Linked DNA regions of Sus scrofa: all the other regions are linked to region 2. Evidence: chromatin contacts called from public Hi-C and HiChIP or PLAC-seq data. All regions are on one chromosome and are shown on one strand. Each heading gives the region's core, a stretch centred on a gene start, on an enhancer-like site or on the middle of the called end of the contact. The rest is flanking DNA. Distances are from core to core; before and after follow the strand shown.

Region 1 (3,205 bases), core at 308-2,807, 140 kb after region 2:
GTAGCTCAGATCTGATGTTGCTGGGGCTGTGGTTTAGGCTGGCAGTTCCAGTTCTGATTAGACCCCTAGCCTGGGAACCTCCATATGCCAGGGGAGCAGCCCTAAAAAGACAAAAGACAAAAAGAAGTTAAAGAAATAAAAAAAAACTACTGATACCCAATTGTCTGCTTAAAGACTGTAAGATATGTATTTTTGAATTCCTTCTGCATGTTTCTTTCACATTATTTGAACCAATCCTCAAAAAGCTCTATGAAACAAGTATAGATATTTCACAGAAGGGCTTATTAAGGCTCAGAAATGTTAAGTAATTTGCTCAGGGTCACAAAGCCAATTAGTGGCACTGCCAGGATTTAAATCTAAGACTCCTAAATTCCAGTGCAGAGCTCTTTTCACTAAATAATATATATGTGGACTTCGCCTTAAACTCAAAGGAGGAATAAAGTATCAAATTTTATAGAAAAAAACTAAATTGCTTAGGTAGGTTCCTAGGGGTTCATTCTTTAAGAGCAACAGGAGGCTCGAGGGCCCATTCTTCTCTCTGCCTGTCAGTGTGTGACCTTGGTCACAGAGCAGGCAGAATGGGACTTAGACCTAGGAACGCAGAGACACCTGTTCTGATACCTACTTCCTGTGTGACCTTGAGCAATTGAGTTTTCAGGCACGGTTAGTTCCACTGAGGAACCAATGAATTGCAGCGATGCTCTGAAACCCTTTCCAGCTCGGGCATCCGAGCTGCCAAGGGGAGCTAAAGCTCTCCAGATCGTAGGATTCTCGCTAATGAAAGGTGAGAGGAAAGCGCTGCGGGTCTCCCTCTCCCAAGTGTTGAGACAGCAATTCCAAGGTGCAAGATGCCCTGTGTCCTTTGACGGGGAAAGAGCTACAAGAGCTCACTGGGAAGAGCTCCAAGGGAGAAAAAAGTCTGGCAAGAAAACGACCTCAGGATTCCCTCACCTGGGAAAACCTCCCAAGCCTAACGCACGTGCCCTCGGGCCAGGGAGGTTACGCGACCAGGGCTGGAGCAGACACGAGTGGAAGGCCCTAGCCGTGTTGCGGGGGACTCCAAGCGATCAAAAGACTGCAGGGCCGCAGCCTCGGAAGCGGCCAGGATGGCGGAGCCGGGGCGGCGGCTGCGATGACCTTCCCAGATTCCGCGCAAGGCCTGGCCTTCTGCCCGGGTAGATGCGGACGGCGGCACCCGAGTATCGCCGGGAGCAGGGCCAGGGCCCCCGGCCTTGACCTTGCTGCTGTCCCCGCCTCAGGCTTGACCTTCCGGGAACAGGGCTGCCTACACACTGCACGCGGCCAGGCACACAGGTGGCCAGGTCAGGTTCCGTAACTGTTCCCAACCAGCCGAGCGCCGCCGCCTCCCGGTCCAGGCCTGCGCGCCTGCCCCCGCCCAGCACGCCGCCAGCCCGTGGGCCACAAGCCGGCCTGCCCCCCCGCTCACCTTGGAGATCCACGCTGGCCCAGCCATCGCGCTCCCTCTGACCGCGGCGACGGCGGCGGCAATAGTACGCAGCCGCACAGCCTGCGCCCCGCCCGCCCGCCCGCCTGGCCCCGCCCCCTAGGCCCCACCCCCCCTGGAAGCCCAGCCCCGGCCCGCCTACGGGATTCTCCGAACTTGCTCCCGGTCCCCTCGGACCTCGCCGGCTCCGCTGGCCAATCGTCGGGCTCGCCTCGCGCCGACATCCGGAGCACAGGCCGGAGCCGCGACCCGGAAACTACTCGCCGGGATCTCCGGTAGGAGTCCTTCCACTCCTTCATTCATCGATTTCACTGTTTAGGGGGGGTGTTTGTTCCGCGCCCACTAGATGCCAGTCGGTCTTCTAGATTTGAGGAATTAACTTCTCTCATAGACTTTACAATCTCAGGGAGGGAGATAGATCATGTACTCGGTCCACAAGTATTTATTTTTTAACAGCTTCATTGAGGTATAACTTACATACCATAAGCATCAAAGTGCGATGATTTTTAGTAACTGTAAACAGTTGCACAACCATCACTACAATCCGGTTTATTTTTTAACGGCTTTTTTTTTTTTTTTTTTTTTTCACGGCCTCAAAGGCGGGATACAGAGGTTCCCAGGCTAAGGGTCTAATTGGAGCTACAGCTGCCGGCCTAGGCCACAGCCACAGCAACGACAGATCCGAGCTGCCTCTTCGACCTACACCACAGCTCACAGCAACGCAGGATCCTTAACCCACTGAGCAAGGCCAGAGATTGAACGTGAAACCTCGTGGTTCCTAGTCGGATTCTCTCTGCTGCACCACACGAAAACTCCTTAACAGCTTTTATTGAGGCATAACTTATGTGCCATAAAATTTACTCTAAGTTCAATGATTTTTAGTAAATGTAAACCGTGGGATAACCATCACCACAATCCAGTTTTTGAACTTATAGAAATGTTCCCTGTGTCCATTTGCAGTCAGTGCCAGCTCCCTGCAATTATTGATCTGCTTTCTGCCTTTACAGCTCTACAAATATTTTTGAGTGCCAGCTAGGTACCAGGCACTCTTCTTGTTGCAGGACTTACATACAGGGAGACAGAACACAGAGGCCCTTTTGCCGGGAAGCAGCGTTTTTATTCGTGCTGGCACTGGCTCAGTGGATTCATATCCAAAGGCTGAGCCCCTATACCCTCCATTATTTTTTTCTTTTACACTTTGGTCCCTTTGTCCCCCTCATAAGGTAACATGCCTTCTGTAATTTCTGAGTGTACAGTTATAGATACGCCTCCGCTCATCGATACAGGTTATGCTGCGCTGTTGCAGAACTGCGCAGGCGGCACAGATGCTGGTGTTGCATGTTGCTTTCCCTTTGTTCTGGGAGGGCCCGTTCTCCTCCCCACTGCATTCTAAGTGCTGGTGCGTACACACTAGTGGGATAGAAAGGTACCAATCCGGTATTGCACAAACGTGGAATTTAAAACTGTGCTAAGTGTCAAGAAGCAAGAATGCAAGGAGTCATGAGAAGGTAAAATCAGAGAACCTATTCAAATCTAACACAGAGGGCAGAGAAGACCTCTCTGAGGAACTAACATACCTACTCCCCTTCCTCCTCATCCTCTCCTCAGCAACCACACACAGTCCTAAAGCTCTGCTGATCTTTGGGTACTAGGGTAGTTGGGTACCCGGGTGACTTAGACCGAGTCTCTCCCCTCCTCACCCTGGAAAAGGGTCCATCCAGAGAGGAGCTACCCATCCAC
Region 2 (3,484 bases), core at 817-3,316:
ACATGCACATCATTTACAAAAAATATATGTATATGGAGGTATGTATAAAAATTTTTTTAGTGATAGGTATTTGAGGTCACTGCTTCAGATGAGGGAGGGTCCCTGTAACTTTCCAGAAGTTTCTTTGTGAGGAAATGCCCAGAGTAGATCATTTCCTAGTGATGTCTAGAGGTTGTCCCGACAGTTAGCTTCAGTGATGCAAATGCCCGTAGTTGTCCGGGGAGCCAGTCAAGGAAGGAGATCTTGGGATTTCTGGGGACTTCCTAAAGGTAAGCTGTGTGTTTATGACTTCCCAGAAAATAACTGTAAGAGTAGTAATAGTAGACATTTATTGAGTGTTTACTACGTGCCAGGTACTGTTGTACATACTTTATATATGTTAACTCTTTTAATCCTTATATCAGCCTAAAAGGAAGGTACTGTGATTATCCCCATTTAAGAGATGAAGCTCCGTGAGTTTACATAATTTACCCAGAGCTGCAGAGCAGAGCAGTCAAGATTGAACCCAGGGAAGTTCCCATCGTGGCTCAGAGGTAACGAGCCCAACTATCATCCATAAGGAATCAGGTTCAATCCCTGGCATTGCTCAGTGGGTTAAGGATCCGGCATTGCTGTGAGCTGTAGTGTAGGTCATGGACATGGCTTGGATCCCATGTTGCTGTGGCTGTGATGTAGGCCAGCAGCTGCAGCTCCAATTCAACCCCTAGCCTAGGAATCTCCATATGCCATAGGTGAGGCCTTAAAATGAAAAAACAAACAAAAAAAACAAACATGCTGAGATGGGATGCTGAGACTTCATGAGATGCCAAAGATGTTCACAGCCCAAAAAATGGCCAGTTATCCTTGCTTGACAGTCCCGATATTATGGCCAATGACCTCACGTGCCTGGCGTTCTAGGGATGAGGGAGAAGTGAAAGCAGGTGCAGAATTTATCTTTTTCGAATTAATGATTTGGAGTTCCTATCACAACTACAGAATTATATCTGGAAAGTCTTTATAAAGTCTTTGTTGCAATAGTTTTCAAACTTCTTGGCCACAGCCAAGATGTTGGAAATACATTTTCCTTTGTGATCCATTATCCGCCTATGTAAAACAAGCTTTATAAAACATAACTCTTTAAATGCATGATACACTCTCACATCTTCTATTTTTTCTTAATCTATTCTATTCGTTTTAGAGAGATGATTAATTAAATTGTTTTTTCTTTTTTACGTTCACAGCTGTGGCATATGGAAGTTCCCAGGGCAGGGGTGGAGTTGGAGCTGTTGCTGAAAACCTATGCCAGCCATAGCAACACTGAGTCTGAGCCGCATCTGTGATCGATGTCACAGCTTGTGGCAATGCAGGATCCCCAACCCCCTGAGAGGGGCCAGGGATCAAACCCAAATCCTCACAGAGACTATGTCAGGTTCTTAACCCACTCTGATGAATTGAATTTTTATTCAGAACAAATATAATGGCCGACAAGAATTAAACTAATATTGGAAAATAATAGTAGCAGATTTGGAAGCAAGCAAACCGAAGGGCAAAAGCTTTGGTATTCTGACAACAGGTAAAAGGCATAAAAGTAATCAGTGTGCTCTCAGAATAATCTAAAAGTGGTATATTTACAGCTAATGTACAGAAAAAGGAAAAAAAACCACATAAGCCCAAATCACGTAGATTAAAATTCACATTATTATATAGTTGTGAACACTTTGATAGCCAAAATTTCACCATTCTTAAAGTAAGATTGTTTGAAAATACTTTTGTGTGTTTTTTTTTTAGGGCCGCACCTGTGGCATATGGAGGTTCCCAGGCTAGGGATCTAATAAGAGCCAAAGCTGCTGGCCTACCCCACAGGCACAGCAATGCTGGATCTGAGCCGGTCTCAGGGTAGAAATAAAGCTGAAACCGCCCAGCCAGCAGCCGCTGAAACCTAAATCCGTACTTCCGGAAGCAGGTTCCCAGGGGCCCCACCCCTGGGGGAAACTAGCGTGACTGGGCGTGGCCTCTCCTCGCCTATCCCCCTCCTTTTCCGCGCCGCACGCGGCACAGAGACGGCAGGGGGCGCTGCGGGGTGCGCCTGCGCCCTGGGACCTAAGTGATGTCCCGCCCCTTCGTGAGCTCATTGCCGCGCGCCGAGGTCGCGCGGAGCCGGTCCTCGGAAGAGCTGAGGGGCTGTGCAGCCGGGCAGTGAGGTGAGTTGGTTGGTACAGCCGTTAAGGACCGCAGTCTTCGGTGCCGCTGGCGGCCGGGCTGAAGTGGGGGTTAACGAGGGTAGGCTGCCTCTAAGAGGGTTTGTTCCGATACTCCAAGCCGTGGGGCCCGAGGATGGCTTCCCTCACTCCATTTACGCTGGCTGCCTCTCGGTGTGCGGGGCCTGAGGGGAGAGGGTAGGTTGTCTCATCTTGCTTCCCGAGGATGTTCTGTGCAGCCTCGAGGTTAGGGCTGGTTTCTCTGCGGTAGGTCTCGGTGCCCGTAGACAGAAGACTCTAACTGAAGTTTCCCAGTAGTGTGCCACGCTGTCTTCTGAGGTAACGAGCTTCCCATCACGGGAAGGCACTAGCGCAGGCTGGGTTGTCTTTACTTCAATTGCCATGTAATATTGTGGATTACTGACCTGCCTGAGTAATTGACTAGAGGCCTATAATGAATGGTCTTTGGAAACACTGAGGAGGGAGCAATGAATTCTGCCCGGGAAATGGGAAAAAATTCTCTAAAGAAGTTGGCAAAGGAGGATTTGGGGGTCCTCTTAGCTCTGAAATTATAAGAAACTTATGCAGGAGGTAATGTAGTTTGGTAGCCTATACTACAGCTTGTATCCATCTGCTACTGTCAGACTGACCTTGGGGAAGCTTCCTTAACCTCTCTTAAGTCTCACTTTCCTTATCTGGAAGGTAGAGGTATCTACTGAATGGGATTTGAGGGAAGGTTCAGTAAACTAATCTATGTGTAGTACTTAAGAAACCTGACTCATGGTACATCCTCAAAGCGTTCATTGACAGAAGCACACCTCTGTCTTGAGGAGGCTAGCTTCTTGGAAGTTGGCTTCTTGCAAGCCTTCCTTTTGTTTCTGTCTGTTGCAGGGATGCCAGGCAGGTCTGGGAAGAGGAGAGAGCAGACCTCTGCTTCACTGGGCAGAGGGCTGGTGCCCAGGCAGAGTCTGAATGCCATTCACTTCATCAGAACTGGCTTGAGCTCCTTCCCTGTCTTTCCTACCCTGGCCAGACCCTGTTCTTGGGTCACAAATGAATTAAGCTCTTCCAGCTTGATTGAGATCTTCATAGGCAAAGATTATTTACAGACTGATTGTTTGTTGTTTCTGTTATTCTTAGAAAAACTTGACAGTAGCCTTTTCAGGGGCTGTAGATTTAAAGCAAGTAACCTGAGCCTGGATGCCGTAGCTGTGTGGTCTCTTCTGTTCATGGGTAGAATTGAGGGAGCCAGGAACTTAGATGAGAAGAACAACTGCGTCCTTATATTCTCTAACCACAAACTGAAT
Region 3 (3,465 bases), core at 919-3,418, 170 kb before region 2:
TTCTTGACCATCACTTCTCGTATCTATTTTCTTTTTCTTTGCTTTTCCTTTTGTTTCTTTTTTTTTTTTTTTTTTTTTTTTTTTTTTTTTTCTTTTGCTTTTTAGGGCCACACCTGCAGCATATGTAAGTTCCCAGGCTAGGGGTCAAATTGGAGCTGCAGCCGCTGGCCTAGGCCACAGCCACAGAAATGCCAGATCCAAGACGTGTCTATGATCTACATCACAGCTCATGGCAACACTGGATCCTTAACCCACTGAGCAAGCCAGGGATTGAACCTGTATCCTCATGGATCCTAGTCGGGTTCATTAATTGCTGAGCCCGGAAGGGAACTCCTCATGTCTATTTTCTGATCAGAGCAATTGTGCAAATTAAGTCATCCAGATTTTGTTCACTAAAGGCATTGTGACAAAGCCTAAATGGAGTTTAAGATAATCTTTGCACCTGAAACTTCTGGGAACCAATACATCCTGCCACATTGTATTTGGGCTTAAGACTTTACATGGGATGGGGTTTTAACATTCCTTCTAGAGATTTATAAACAGGTGTATGGCCCATATTCAGAATGTAATTTGAACTAATGCTTTAAATCCAAGATGAAATCCTGGGGTAAGTTTTCAACACTTATAAACCATTAAAGACATCAGAATAATTCTGAGTTTGATATTAATTATAAATCTTTAAAGTTGGAAGGAAACTTAGAGACAATTAGTTAAGGCCTATAACATTCCTAAATGGGGTTTGTCAAGCCTCTGCTTGAAGAGCCCTATTTTCTAAAGCAAGTTAAAGCAATGTTGGCAGCTCTAGCCACCAAAAGGCAGCCTGGTGTAATAAAAAGTTGTGCTGCCTAAGTGTATTTTACCACCATTTTTTTTTTTTTAAATGGAGGGATAAAAGTTCTATGCTGGGAGAAAGTAAACATATTTTAGCTCTATTTCTTAGCCTCTGAAACTTTGGACTATTCATATCTCCTCTAAAAGGGAGTTGGGGGCGCAATGTGTTAAGGATCCTCTGTTGCTGCAGCTGTGGCTTGGATTCTATCCCTGAGAAATTGTTTGTGGCCAAAAAAGAAAAAAAAAAAAAAAAAAAGAAGGGGGTTGGAATTGGAGTAGATCATCCCTAAAAATCTCTTTTAGTGCTAATATTATATGTTTCTAAAGATCTTTCTTTTTGAACTTAAATTTGCCTTTTTTCTGTGTATACAAGGACTTCAAATTATGGTACGAATGGCATAGATCAAGTCAGTTCCTGTAAAAAGTAAATACGTAGAAAGTAATGTGGTTATCAGCAAAGTCTGTCTTAACCAAATGTCTTTTGTACGGGTGGAGGGGACCAGCAAGGGACCTCAAATACTATAGGCAGCAGATCTATATTTCCTGCCAACAGTGTTTGACCTGGCTTCAGAGAAAGCACCCTGAAAGCAATTTTTTTCCAATTCTAGGCCTTATGCCAGAATTTCAAAACCTTTGTCCTACAACTCCGAGGGGGCCGGACCTTAAACTGCACTTTGTGTAAGGTATACCAGCCAAGAAACAGGAGTCATTCTTGATTCTTTCTCCCTCACTCTCAAAATGTTACAACATCCAGTAAATTCTCCCTAAGCTTAACAATGGGTGCTCTGAGTATCTTCCTGCTGGGTGAGACGAGAGTGGTGGGCTAGTGTGCTGCAGAGGGGTTGCTGATCCAAGAGGCAGGAAAATAAGGGAGGGGGAGGGCGCAAGTCAGGTGCAGAGCGTTATTATGTTAGTGAGGTCCAGTGGAGCCCTAAGAAATTGTTCGCACCAGACACCTGGCCGCAAGTGCCAGGCGCCACACCTGCCCTCTGCCAGGGTCTCCACACAGGTCTCGGCAGGGTTGGACCAGATGGCTTCTTGGGTGCCACTCCTCAATTCTGGGATCTCAGGCCAGTCTTTGGATTACGGGTGCGGTCCAGAGAGGTGACTGACTGGCGCATCACGCACGCAGAATGTCTGAGGAGAAGCAGGGACTGGAAGACCCCAAGGCTCACGACTCCTGGCCCCAGACTTGTAGCGAGCCTCCCTGCTCTCCGGGTTGCCCCCCCCGGAGGGGGGGTTCGCGTCTCCTTTCCCCACCCGGCTCACCCGCAACGACCCGAGGTCCTCAGGTGGATCCGTTCTCCGGTAGCCTCGACCCTGGCTGCTGTCTCGCGCTCTGGCTGGGAGGTCGCGCCGTACCAGCCGCCCCTCGGTCAGCCCCTCCTCCGAGCCCGCGAGTCCTGACTTCTGATTGGCTCCTGGATACCCCCTGCCGCCAATCAGCACAGACTCCTGGAAAGACTAAGCTCTACCAGGCCTACCCAACCCGCCCTGCCCCTGGCCTGCCTAGGAAGCTGCGAACAGAAATTCTGAGACTGGGCTTCTGATGGGCTTTCTGCAATCCTGACCCGCCTTCTCTCGGTGGTCACTCCAGTCAGAACCCTGCTACTTCTCTATAAAACTGGACTTCTGGTTTCTGATTGGTTGTTCGAGATTCCGCCCCACCCCTTGGCAGGCTTTAGCAGGCTTTCAGCTCTTGAGTGGCACCTCGCAGTTCTTCCCGGTCCACGTAGCTGTGGAGGCTTCGTGGACTGCTTCTCTTAGATTTCCAGGTGTGTGGGTAGAATTCACATCCTCGTTTTTCTTTCCTAGCCCTCCCTCCCCTTCCTGCTGGAAACACGTATCCCAGAGGCTTTGCAAGCATGGCCCAAACCCATTCAGTCCCCTGGAAGTGTAAGGGTTCTGCGCAGAGGACCTGGGAGTTGGGCCTGGCAGCGTTCTGCACAGGACCTAGCTCTCCCAGGTTACAAGAATGTTAGGACATCAAATTGTCTTATTCATCGGACAGGTCCACACGTTCCTTGTACTGATGGGGAAAGTGAAGTCTAGATGGCACAGAGCCTCAAGGAGACCTGGTCACTCAGGTGCTAGTTTAAGCTTCAGCACAGTACCACGTTTTCTACTCTCTTCTCAAGCCATTAAACTGAATATATTACCTGTAAAGGGAGTGGGAAAGCCACCCTAAAAGGTTCCCCTGGGCCGGGGCATGGGGGGAGGGTTTCAGGTCTGATGTGGTGAGTGATTCATTTACAGAGAAATTGAACTGATAATTGGGTCACAATCCTTATTTAGGTAGATCAATTAGTGGATTCTCCTGCAGGAAAGAGCAGAAACCACATGATTATCAAGAGGCTGCTTTAGGAATTGCAATAACCTGCTAGTTGGTGACCTTAATTGTCAAGGGCACTGGGCTCTGATGGCCAGTCTGTTACATGTCTACAGGCAAACAAAACCTCTCTGATAATACAGAGCACTCTCTCTACTGGAGGACATCACTCACGCCTGCAACTTAGTCTGTTTTTTTCTTTTAAGGGCCGCACCTGCTGCATATAGAAGTTCCCAGGCTAGGGGCCAAGTGGGTGCTGCAGCTGCAGGCCTACACCACAGCAACACCGGATGGAGCCACATCTG

The links. Hi-C and Micro-C count contacts between places; a contact is called where the count stands out from the background. HiChIP or PLAC-seq counts read pairs in DNA pulled down with a chosen protein or histone mark.
Region 1: a Hi-C map of liver shows a contact between it and region 2, with 5 times the contacts expected there. The contact joins the promoter of IDH3A here to the promoter of WDR61 in region 2. A contact is called at or near these places in 1 of 5 promoter capture datasets (liver), 3 of 47 Hi-C or Micro-C datasets (embryonic fibroblasts, epiblast stem cells and liver) and 1 of 2 datasets of contacts at active chromatin or transcription factors (alveolar macrophages).
Region 3: an H3K27ac HiChIP or PLAC-seq map of alveolar macrophages shows a contact between it and region 2. The contact joins the promoter of HYKK here to the promoter of WDR61 in region 2. A contact is called at or near these places in 2 of 5 promoter capture datasets (fetal skeletal muscle and liver) and 1 of 2 datasets of contacts at active chromatin or transcription factors (alveolar macrophages).

The regions. Positions count from the first base shown.
Region 1 is chr7:47,777,391-47,780,595 of Sscrofa11.1, forward strand. It overlaps IDH3A (isocitrate dehydrogenase [NAD] subunit alpha, mitochondrial), which reads right to left and starts at 1,558. Exons shown (of 11, transcript XM_001927338.5): 1 at 1,448-1,558. The coding sequence starts at 1,474.
Region 2 is chr7:47,639,037-47,642,520 of Sscrofa11.1, forward strand. It overlaps WDR61 (WD repeat-containing protein 61), which reads left to right and starts at 2,067. Exons shown (of 9, transcript XM_013988982.2): 1 at 2,067-2,180.
Region 3 is chr7:47,472,477-47,475,941 of Sscrofa11.1, forward strand. It overlaps HYKK (hydroxylysine kinase), which reads right to left and starts at 2,169. Exons shown (of 6, transcript NM_001243547.1): 1 at 2,101-2,169.